Linked DNA regions of Rattus norvegicus: all the other regions are linked to region 2. A link is a contact called in public Hi-C data. All regions are on one chromosome and are shown on one strand. Each heading gives the region's core, a stretch centred on a gene start, on an enhancer-like site or on the middle of the called end of the contact. The rest is flanking DNA. Distances are from core to core; before and after follow the strand shown.

Region 1 (4,154 bases), core at 490-2,989, 84 kb before region 2:
CCTTTAAAAACGGCTCACCATTGAACCATTTGTGCCATTTAAAAAGATTCTGTTGTCACTTTCCATCCCCATAAGTCTTTCTGAGAGGCCAGTTAGCCTCCGTGGCATATGGGTTGTGGATTGTCTGAACAGCCATGTAGCTTTTGAAGTTACTGGATCTTCATCTGGGATCCTGCCTGCCCTACACCTTGTCCATGTCTCCTTCCCAGTCCCTGCCTATCAACGCCAAATGTCCTGAATGACCTTTTTCAGCCCTTAGAGGGCTCTGCAGCTGGTTATTGATTTGTTTATCTCTCTCCCACTTGCCTGAGTCCTGAGCTGCTGCAGGGTCTGGCCAACTGGAGCACTGCCAGCCAGTCATCTGGACTGTCTTCCTCATGGTGGGGACAGTGGCCCCTGCTGGCCTCCCCTGAAGAACACATATCATTGTGAACTCCAAGATCTGTGCTTTCTGTTTGTTTGTTTGTTTGTTTGTTTGTTTACTTTGTTTAGGAAAAGAGTTGAGCAGTGACTGGGCTATCCTCACCACCTCAGCCCATAGCATAGCATAACAATAGTGTATATTTTTAAAACTCACTTTGCTTTATTTTCAGGACTTCGGATGCATCTGTCTCGTTACAGATCGTCTCTCTGCAAGGCTGTGCTGTCATTACCCCATTCTCACGATAACAAAGGAGATGCTAGACTAAGGGGAGTAGAAGGGTGTGCACACAAAGAGGTCTGTGACTCACCCCGGCAGCCAGTCCGATACAGCAAACCTACAGTGCACACAGTTCAGGCCCCTCCAAAGAAGCGCCCCCTCATGATATGCTGTGGCTGCTGGGGAATGGCAAGATGCCAGGAGGAGATAAGAAATAGAAGTTGGGAGGTAAAAATAAAGAAATAAGTGAGTCTTTTGTGGTGGGGGGAGCTAAAATAAATTCCTAAAAGAAGTTCAAATTCATGCAGTAGAAGCCACTGTACCCACAGAGATGGCTCCTTATCACTTCAGTTAGAGCTAGACATGCTTTGAGGACACGCATTAAGAGACCCAGAGAAACCCCTAAGTGCATACATTATAAAGAAGGGTGGCCATGGCCATCGGCCATTCAAAAAAGCTGAACAAACAAGCCCAGTCACTAAACTGTTTATTGCTTAGAATAGCAGTTCACAAGTCCATGGGGCTGCCCAGTTCCTCCTGCGGGGGTTGGGGGGTGGGGGAAGCACTCCTTCCCTTTGTACCGGCCCTTCACCCACAAAGGAGCACAAAGGTCAAATTCTGCAAAGACTGAAAATGGGCAGGTGTTTCACAGAAAGCCACAGTCTAGAAATCAACCCAGCATGAGGCTGTCAGAGGAGACATGTGAATTCTGACTAACCAGCAGCCTTACGCTGTAACAAGTGGATCCAATCCGCATTGTGTTCCCATCTGGACACCTTATTTTCGGAGTGGTGGTGACAAGTTTGCCTAGGAAAGGAAATTAGCAAGTATCAAGACAAGACTGATCAGCAGGCCGTGGAGAGGGGACCTCAGATTGGCCATTTGTTTGAGAATCCAGCAGTCTAATAGCTCCCCACTTGCAGAATGGGAACACACTTCCCTTGGAGACACAGATGAGCAAGGCTGTGCTGGGTTTCTGCTCCCCAGATACAGCCTATGGGATGATGCAGGGGCCCAGTGGCCCTAGAGCCACTTAGAGTGGAGTAGTTTCCTGGCCCTAAGTGAACTTAATCATGGCCACAAATACTCTGAGGCCTCTGAGAGTCTCCGAGCAGCTGTCTCCAGGCTCCGAGCCAAACCTTTCACTTTAGAGATGAGGACAGGCACTGAGGCTCTGTTTTTTATGCCTGGTAAAACTATAAGAAGCTTTGCATCCGGTAATCCAAACTCTAATACAGAACTCCCTCCACCTGGCTCGTATGGGGGACTCTGTCAAGCGTGGCTTGTCTTCCTGATGCTATGGAAGCATTTCTGGTAAGGCAGCTGGAAAACAGAGACTCCAGGCAATCTCCACCAGCTGGTCCTCTTCTCAAACACATGGAACAAGATACAGAGGCATAGAGGAGACTGGAGAGCCCATGAGCCCCATGCACTCTCTCCCAATCACTAACAGGGAATGAGGTGCTACTTCTCTCCCAAGACTCTGGTGAGCAGAGGCCACTGTGGAAACCTCCTCTTGGCTGCTGTCTATACAGACATCCTTCAGTATCCACAGGGGATTTGTTCGAGGGTTCCTACACCAGCACAGGAGAAGTCTCAAGTACCATATATAAAATGGTACAGTACTTGCGTATAACCTATGTACCTCTCCACAATATACTTTAAATCATCTCCAGATTAGTATGCAACACAATGTAAATGTTATGCAGTCACCCACTATATATTACATGTGCAACTATATATGTGTGCATATATATGCATATATGGGTGCATACATATGTATATGTGTGTATATATATGTCTATTGTGCATATATGTGTCTATGTGTGTGCATGTATATCATGTGTATGTGTGATGTATATGTATATAGTCTGGCTAAGGAGTAATGACTAGAGAAAAGACAGAACATATTCAATCCAGATACCTCACAATTGTTTTTAAAACATTTTAGATTTGTAGATGGCTGAAACAATATATATAGAACCTGAAGGTGTAGACAGCAAAACATATATTTTTAAGAACCATAGCAGAAGCCTTCATATCACAGGGCCAGTGGTCTCTGATAATCATGAGAGACCATTAAAACAGCATCAAGTAGAGAACTCCATACACAATCTCTATTCCACAACATGAAGCATTTCCTTCTGGACTCCAGGCCTCAGCCCCAGATTTGAACACCAGGACTGCATGAACAGGGTGGAGGTCCTACAGCAAGGACCCCTCAGTGAGTGACAGTGCTGCCTATAGGCACAGTATGGGGTCATGCAGTAGAGGCGAATAGTTTCCTCCAGCCTTGGTGGCCTGAGCTTTCTCACCTAGGGCTCCAGTGCCTCCCTTCAGCTACCCACAGCTACCCTTGCCTGGAGTTCTCCAAAATGTCTGTTCCTCAATGCCACACCCAGTGTGCTCTCCAGTGAACAATATTTTATTTCTCAACATTCTGGAGTTCTTGACCTTGCACACTAATTCTGCTGCCTGAGGGAGATCCCCAGAAGACATAAGAGTCAGGAAGACTGGCTCCTTTTCTTTTTTTTCTTTTTCTTTTTCTTTTTGTTTTTGGTTGTGTATGAAATCCAAGCCTCAATATGTCATGCCTCTGAGGCTTTGGAAAGCCAACTGCAGAGGCCAAAAAGAGAGAGCACCCCTTAGCCAGCACTCAGCAGAACACGCCAGGCCAGCACCGGCTCACATGAGCAAGCTCAAGTGCAGAACTTCAAGAGAACCTGGTTATGTGAGGGTAATCCCTGCCCCTGCCCCACTTTGGACTCATGGATCACAACTAACATCTCAAGGGACATTCAGGACCACGCTAGTGGTTAGTGTGCTCCCATTTTATAGATGAGGAAAGGCAAGCCCAAGAGGGTTGAGGGGAATGACCTGGAGTCACACAGCTGGGCCATGATTCACAAAACTAGAACTTGGTGGCAGTGCTCACTTTCCTGAGGCAGCTCCTCCCACCAGAATTCAGCTGGGAAGCTTACAGGACCTGGGCAAATTAGTTTTCCAGACTCTATTTCTAGTGAAATCTTGTCCTGCAATGTATTAACTTCCATTCCCCATGCCTCTCACAGCATGCTAATCTTATAATTATTATTCATGTGTCACTATGTGTACTGCAGGCTCATAGGAAAATTCTATTATGCATTAATATTTCCATCCCTTGGACATTAGTGGGAGCAAAGACGTTAGTTCCCACTCTCAAATGGGAAGCTACTTCTTTTTAAAAGCATTTCTTTCCATAAATCCATTCTTGCTTTTTTTTTCTTCCAAAAGCATTTATTGCCTAGTGCATACAGAATACTGTTCTGGGGTTTGGCGACATGGTAGTGACTGGGACAGAAAAGTTCCCTGCTAGGACAGAGCCTAGCTGGAGCAGAGGACGTGGACAATAAACCCAGGAGAGAAATGAGTAAGATGGTTCCAGGGAAGAGGTGATGTGGGACAATGAGGGAGGATTTGGGGGCAGGGGTAGCAGGAGACAACTGAGCTGCTCTCTGGTACGGGCCAGCTGCTA
Region 2 (3,956 bases), core at 872-3,371:
TGCCTGTCTCGGTACAGTTAGGGAGTGGCAAAATGTGCCCTGACTCCTCCTGGGGTAACAGTCTGAAAACCAGCCTGTCAGGGCCTAAGGGGAGGGATGAATGAATGAATGAATCCCTGAAAAACACCAAGGAACTTGCTGAGCAGGAAGAAAGACAGGTTGAAAGCTATCTAGTTGTCACACAGCTTTCTTAATGTTATCTTCCATTAAATCAGATCTTGGGATCTGCCAGGTCTTTAGACTAAATGTATCTCCTCTTGCCTGAACCTTTCACACACTAAGTGCCTCGCTGGCTCATTTGGCAGGGGTCCAAGAGCAGCTTACACTTCTGCACTCTGAGGAGGGTGGCCACTGCTGTAATACAGTGGGCGGAGATATCTTGACAATAGTGCCAATTGAGCACATCTTGATCTACAGAGCACACAGTAGTAGTTAGCTCTTAAAGCAACAATGCCCCCAGGCCCCCACCCCTACCAGCCAACTGCTATACCAGGGTATTGAGGGCCAGAAAATAATTTTAGCCTTAGGAGGCCAGATTTAGTCACCAATTTAGCAAACCTACCTACCAGCCCCAGGAGGAGTAGGTAAGGAATATGACCAGAGTCTGTGTTAAGAGCTCTGTGGACTGTGGGTACTTTACTGAGCTGGATGGGAGGGAGAGTTAAGCTCTCCTGCCTGCAGAGCTCCTCACAGGACAGCTATCCTACCTTGCAAAGCCCCTAACATTACAACGCAAGGATGGAAAGGACATCCAGCTCCTGCAAGTCTCCACTTCAAGCAGCAGATGTCAATCATCAACAAGGGTCTCTTTCCACCCCATCCACAGGGCATCCCAGCCCAGAGAAAGACTGGCACAGGTGACGAGACAGACTTCTCTCTGGCTCTTCCTCTAGAGGTACCTAAGTGGCCACCTAGACCCAGTGTCCTTTTATCCTTTTGAGTTAGGAATCTGAGGGCCCTGCAGAGGTGGCTATATCCTTCTCCACAAACAGAGAGGGGTAAGACTACAGCAGAAAGTTCAGACAAGTATCACCTGGGCAGAAGTCGGGGGAAAGTTTCAGATCAACACCAACCCAATTCTGAGACCTCTGTCCTCAAGCAATAATCCTGCTCTTTGCCTGTATTCTTGACCCTCAAGTTGTTCAAAGGATTTGTCCTGGTCCCTACATGCTTCCTGTCATCATCCCTCACATAATTACATAAAGATATTATAAACAACAGAAGTAACCAACTTTAGTGCAGGAAGGCTGATGCTAGTTGGGCACAGGGTCTGATCATTAGTTGTGATTACATAACTACATAAACATGGGTTGGAGAACACTTCTGTAGAGGTTAATTCAACAAATGCCTTGTTCTCCTTCCCCACCCCAACAACAGAAGGCAGGCCTGGGTCAAAACGTCACAGAATGCCTGATATCTCCGGGGCACCTGGCCTCTGCCTAGCAAAACCAAAGGCTGCCAGAACTTTCAAGATGCAAAGCAAGAAGAGAACCTCAGGGTACCACTTCTCCAAGCCAGCAGGCTCTTGTACAAACATTGTCAGGTTCAAGGGCAGGTCAAGCCACAGACAGGGTCCTGACCTTGACAAGCAGTAAAACCAAACCAGCCAGCTTCAAGGATGTCCAAATAGGTCTCCAAGTTCCTCTACTCCACCACTTCTGTCCCAGCCACCAGTCTGGATGTCCATCACCTCCCCAGGGACCATTCGTCACCAGCAGTGTTCCCATTTTAAAATATGATGAAATGTGGGGCATCTAGGAAGGGGTACCTGCTTTATTAGTGACAGGATAAGACATTACCCCAACCCCACTCCCACCTCAGTTGGAGTTCGGGTTTGGTGTGGTGTAGTGTGCTTTGGGAAGAGGACTGAAAAGGTGTGATCCTCCTCCCCCCACCACCACCACCCCCACCTTGGAATTGTCTTCAGGGGATGGCAGGACTGTGAGCAGGGGGAAAAATTTCTCCCTTCAATGCTGGCACCCAGCATCAGACCAATATGATCCTTCTACCAAGCAGCAACAGACATCTCTGGAGCCTGACCCTTCCTAGAGCAGCAGCCTGGCCCAGGAGCCAGGTCTGCAGCGCAACGCAGCTGAGCGATCGCGGGGGCGCGCGGCACGCACAGGGTTACAGCCCAGCCGCCGCTGCGAGTGATTGACGCGCGGGGGTCACTTGAGGTTCGCGCTCCCCAAGCCAGGCCGAGCTCGCAGCCCACCGCGCACACGGTGGCCACCCTGCCAGCCCCGCCACCGCCACCCAGACACCTGGTGTGAGAAAGGCAGCGACAAAATGGAATCCCAGCACTGTGGCAGGCACTTCCCGGTGGCGGCCGCGGGAGAAAACACAATCAGGGAAAAATAAAGCACAAGGAATCCGTCCGCGGAATAAAAACCCCAGAGTCCCCTACCTTCAGCCTTGGGGTAGCAAGCTGGTCCTGTGTGTTCTCTGACCCACGGATCCAGCACCCTTCTTCAATTATTCCGGTCAGTCGGGATATAGTGCATTTTTTTTCATAAACACCTGTTTCAAGTAAGGGGTAAAGACCTTATTGAAGGAATTGTTCTTAAGAAATAACCTGTGCGTACGTCTGTCCATCCAGGCGTGCATGCGTATTTGTATACACACATATGCACACGGAATACTCATGTACACTGAAGCACCAAACTAGGCAGGGGGATAATGGGAGAGTCAGCTGGTGGTGAGCATGCTCACGCCGGGAACAGATCCACCCTCTGTTATTCCTCTGAATAAATATAAATCACGATCAGAAACCCAAACAGAAGCATCCCTCTTGAATTCCTGCTGGAAACACGGAATAAATTCAGCCCGCAGACACAGAATCTAATCAGCAGCTGCTTTCCGAATCCAGAGCCAACCCATGCCCAGCTTGTCTTTTCCACTAGGAGTCCAGATCTTTTTTTTAAAAGGGGTTTTAACCTTTTAAAGATACAGTACACCAATTATCACTTGAATAGCATGGCTGGGAATATTGGAAGAAAGCACCAGGCCTATTGCCACGCAGGGCAAAATTTCAGGTAGTGACAGTGTTCATTGACTTTCATATATCTGCGCATGTGGATAATACATTACTTGGTGGGAGAAACATAGGCAATACAGGATATAAGCAAAGCACACATGTCTATTTCGTGATGGGCTTCCCACTGATGAGTAGCACTGCATGCGAACACTTCTAAACATTCATGTTCAATGGGTTAGACTTTCAGCAGACTTCTCAAAACAAGGGTCACTCCTCTGGGGTCCCTTATTGCTCCTGAGGGGCCAGAAGGGCCAGGTGACTGGAGGCAGTGAGGTCTCTGCTGAACCCCACCCTCCACCCCCAGCTTTCTCCCAGGTGCCCTGCATGCCCTCCCCTGAAGTCTCAGGGAACCAAAGGACGGTTCAGGCAGCATTTCTGAGCCACCGTGAGAATCAGTCTCAGATCCGTCATAGGACAGGTTTCCTTCTGCTTGCATCGGGAATTGAGACTGACACCTGGCCTTCGCTGTTTGACTCTTCTGATTGGCTCCTCTTCAATGTTTTGTTAGCAAGGTTTCATTGCTGCTCTGTTTTTAACTTTTGGGGGGTTTTGGAGCATGGAGGTTGAACAACAGCCCACTCCAGCCTAGAATGCACATGCCAACTACTTCAGCTACCCAGATGGCATCCATTCCAGTTTTGGTTTAGTTTTTAAAGAGGTACCACTGAGAAAAACAAAAAGGAACTTTACTCCTGTTTGAAAGAAAGACCGTGTCTTCTACCCAAGAGCCCCAGAACTTCATCCCGGCCCTGCTACCTGCCCCCCTTGTTCCTGGCCATCAGCAGGCCCCTCCACCACTGTGTTCCTAGGGCCACTCCAGGACAGGTCCCTCTGGTTCTAGCCCTGACTCTCATTCCCTCTCCTGGTCCTGCCAGGCAGACCACTGAAACCCATGCCTGGCTCTCTCTTACCTAGCCCT
Region 3 (3,934 bases), core at 773-3,272, 65 kb before region 2:
GGAATTATAAACAAAAAATATAATTACAACTTCTCAGAGTTTTCCATTCATGAAGTAGAATGGTAAATAATAGTACCCGTCTTGTAGAGAAACAAAGAAGCCTGGGTAAATTAATTCACATATGGTTTTTAGAACAGTGCATAGCACAGAAATGTGGCTCAATAAATATTAGCTATCATTATAACATTATTGTTGCTGCTGTCGCCGTCATTACTGGAGAATTGGAGACAATTTCTCTCCCCCTTTACTTCTTCCTCCTCCCACACGCTAATCAAATGGGCATATTGAACTCCACGACCTCTGCCTGTCAGGTAAGGGTGGATGCACTCAGGTACAAAGCTTCTACTGACCTCCTGGATTTGAGAGCTGAAGAGTGCCAACCACAGACGTGATTTGCTGCAGTTTCCTGACTGGAATATCTACGTGGATATGTTTGATTGTCACTATCTACTGTGCCCCCCCCATGCCCCACATCAAAGTCCTGTAAACATCAACATGGGAAATCCGCCTGATTCATTTCTGCCCATGTCTGGAAATCAGCATTTTCAGATGAGGCAAACAAAATTAAAATAAAGACACCCTTAACATCTTCAAGAAGAGTCCTGACAGCACTTTCTTGGGGCCCTGGTGAGGGCTGTGGGGGAGGCATATGTACTCAGAGACCTCCTCCCCTTCTCCCAGCACCCAGTGCCCTGCCCAGGATGAGGACAGAGATCTGGCCCCTTTGCCTTGGGTGACTTTTACCAACGTTCATTCTTTCTCTCTTTACAGGACAGGACATGTGAAGGAGGCCTGGCAGCTTTGATGGTGTCCATTGACCCTAGAGTGCATGGTTTTCCACAGAAGTTTCTCAAACTCCGATTGAACTATGAAATGTCATCTGTGAGCCCACACTGTCAGCTATTGGGAAATATTCTGGAAAGCCAAGATAAGTAACAGGAGGAATGATGGAATGCTGGAGCTGTCCAAGTTCCTAATGGTCGTTATACTCAGCCACCTCATTCTGCCGATGAGGAAACAGGAGCTCAGAGGGGTCACCCAGCTGGCTAATGGTAGAAGCAGCTGGGTGGGAGGGGGCCTGTACTGGCTTGCTTTCTGCTCCTGTGATAAGCACCATGATCTGAAAGCCACTTGGAGAGGAAAGGATTGCTTGGCTTATACACGTACTCACAGACCATCATGAGGGGAGTCAGGGCAGGAACACATGCATAAGTGAAGCCATGCTGCTTACTGGCTTGCTCTCCAGGGCTTTCTCCGTCTGCCTTCTATTTATAGTTTTTATATAACCCAGGACCACCTGCCCAGGGATGGCACAACCTACAGTAGCTGGGCCCTTCCACAGCAGGCATTAATCAAGAAAGTGTCCCCACGGACGTGCTCGCAGGCCAGTCTAACTCCTCAGTTGAGGTTCCCTCTTCCCTGCACCTTCAGTTTGTGTCAATTTGACAAAACCTATCCAGCACAAGTTCACTCTCAGCTCCCAGCTTCCTGCTGGGGATGTGTGCACAGAATCCCATTTACTCATTCCAAAATATTGAAGAGCTTGCACTGCAGGGTGCTTGGAGCCAGGGATACAGTGCTATGCAGCACAGCTTAGGAGTTTACATCCTGGTGGGGGCAGGAAAAGGCCAGTATCTCTCTCGGGCAGCAGACTGGATGTGCTGTGCCCAGACTCTAATACAAACTTAAAGGTTGGAGAGCTTACTGTAGGAATAGGGAAATGGTGGAAGCAGGTCACTAGGGGTGGATCTTTGAAGGCCAAGGACTCTCCCTCTCCCCATTCTCTGGGCTTCTACGACATCTACCACCATCACTTATAGAAGGAGCCATTCCACCCAGCCTCCTCCATGATGGACTGAAAAGACAAAAGAAATCTTTGTTCCCTTTAAGTTGTTTCTGTGGAACATTTGGCCAAAATGATGTAAATGTAACATAAATGGCTGTTGCCTTTTGAGGATCCACCTACACGTCTCAGCCAGTCCATAAAACAAAAACACCAACCCAACAAAACACCATCCCAGATGGAACTGGAAGCAAGAGCAGTGTCTAATCCCAGAGGAGAAAAAAAAAACAGTGTCTGCTCACAGCAACTTTAGCTAAGGCAAAATTGAAACTACCTTTTCTCAAAAAGAGTGTCAAGGATTTTGGAGGGTCCAGGAATGGATCCTCGGCAATCTGCTTATAACTACATCCATCCAATCACTTGCTGTGTGACATTGTCAAGTTTCACTACCTCTCTGAGCCTCCATTTCTTGGTGCCCACAAGGGTGCCACACTTGGCCCGTGGGTTCCTCACCATGAGCTTCAGGGTCCACAGAGGGCAAAGTGGAGCCCATTACGAAGCCTTTGACCTCTTTTGCTCAAGGTCCCAACGCAAAGCAGTCTCCGACTGGTTCTGTGTATCAAAGCATAAATGAATGTTCTCGGTAGATGCTCACCGCACACAACTTTACTAAGCAGGCATGGGATCCTGCAGCACAAACTGCTTTCAGTTTAAGCACCAGGTCCTTTGAGAAGCCTCTGATCCGGCAGATGACAGTGGGTCACTCCTGTGTTCTCATGGCAACTCCTGCATAAGTTTCCCATAGGAAAGTCCCAGAGGTTGGCACTATGGAGTCCAGTGCCTGAGTATGAGCATGCTAGACATATGGACACTCAGAGTGGATGCAACCTATCCAGAGCCCTGACTTAACAGGTACCACCGGGGGCAGAACCTGGGAGGAAGGGGTGGGGATACGTGGCTAACTTGTTTCCCAGATCCCAGGAAGGGTTACCTCTACCTTGCTGAGCTTCATAAATGCCCAGTGCCTAGCCTTGGTGCAAATGAATGGCTTTGTCAGATTTCTAAAGTACACGTGCCCCGACTTTGTTCCTGTTCTATTCTCAAGAGGGTCCACGATGATGCTCTGCCTTAGTGGCCACTAGCTATGGTCAATGTAATCTCAATCTTTCTCTCTCTCTCTCTCTCTCTCTCTCTCTCTCTCTCTCTCTCTCTCTCTCTCTGAGAATTTTATATATGAATATATATATTGATGAAATCCACCATCTACTCCCCCGCTCCAACTACTCTCAGAACACACTAGTACACCATATATTTGAGTTATATCAAACTGCTACTGTCTGGGATGCTTCCTCCCCACTAGATCATGCCAGAAGGTGCTGGGGTAGACATGGGGGAATCATTAGCAATCTAAAATAGCTGTGAACCTGGACTGGAGAGATGGCTCAGCAGTGAAGAGCAGTGACTACTCTTCCACAGGTGCTGAGTTCAATTCTCAGCAACCACATGGTGGCTCACAACCATCTGTAATGGGATTCCATGCCCTCTTCTGGTGTGTCTGAAGACAGCAACAGTGTATTCATACACATAAAGTAAATAAATAAATCTTTAAAAAAATAGCTGTGAACCCTCTGAGCTACAGTAACACCCAGCCCGTTGGTAAAATGATGACACAAGTGTTTTGGGAGCAACCAACTGCTTTCAGGTTGGATTTAAGACTTGCTCCATAAGATGGAATTCATGTCTGGTGCTGTTAATAGGGCCAAGAACCCACACTGGGAGGTCATTAGGCCCCTGTGGACCACTTACTACCTTTACTCAGTTAGATGGACACAATATTAAGCTGTACCCTAAATACTTCTCTTTCTACCCATAAGTTAGTGTAGCTCTGAACCCTCCTCAGACAGGCTTTCTCTTTGTCGTAGGTGGTGATTCCTTACAGAGACTCACAACCGTTCAAGATGCAGAGAGTGTGAGGCTGTGGAGCGTTCATCCCTCACTGGGACGTCTGCATCATATCCCTCCCCCTCAGGCTTAGGGACCGTTACAGAAAAGGGGGTAGACCGATTGTAGATCAACACAATCTAAATTCAATGTAAACCCCAGTGTTTCAGTCACAGCGGCCACATCCCCAGTGGTGCCAGTACAGGAGGC

Evidence for each region. Hi-C and Micro-C count contacts between places; a contact is called where the count stands out from the background.
Region 1: a contact with region 2 is called in a Hi-C map of prefrontal cortex, with 3 times the contacts expected there. The contact joins two enhancer-like sites. A contact is called at or near these places in 2 of 12 Hi-C or Micro-C datasets (frontal cortex and prefrontal cortex).
Region 3: a Hi-C map of frontal cortex shows a contact between it and region 2, with 2.3 times the contacts expected there. The contact joins two enhancer-like sites. A contact is called at or near these places in 3 of 12 Hi-C or Micro-C datasets (Schwann cells, frontal cortex and kidney).

The regions. Positions count from the first base shown.
Region 1 is chr5:138,779,881-138,784,034 of GRCr8, reverse strand. It overlaps a transcript of Hivep3 not described here. Among named protein-coding and RNA genes, the nearest start is that of RGD1563049, 29 kb to the right of the region's middle. Within about 2 kb of position 1,739, at least 7 of the 93 cell types and tissues checked have an H3K27ac peak or open chromatin away from gene starts, as enhancers often do.
Region 2 is chr5:138,696,451-138,700,406 of GRCr8, reverse strand. It overlaps a transcript of Hivep3 not described here. Among named protein-coding and RNA genes, the nearest start is that of RGD1563049, 55 kb to the left of the region's middle. Within about 2 kb of position 2,121, at least 38 of the 93 cell types and tissues checked have an H3K27ac peak or open chromatin away from gene starts, as enhancers often do.
Region 3 is chr5:138,761,444-138,765,377 of GRCr8, reverse strand. It overlaps a transcript of Hivep3 not described here. Among named protein-coding and RNA genes, the nearest start is that of RGD1563049, 10 kb to the right of the region's middle. Within about 2 kb of position 2,022, at least 7 of the 93 cell types and tissues checked have an H3K27ac peak or open chromatin away from gene starts, as enhancers often do.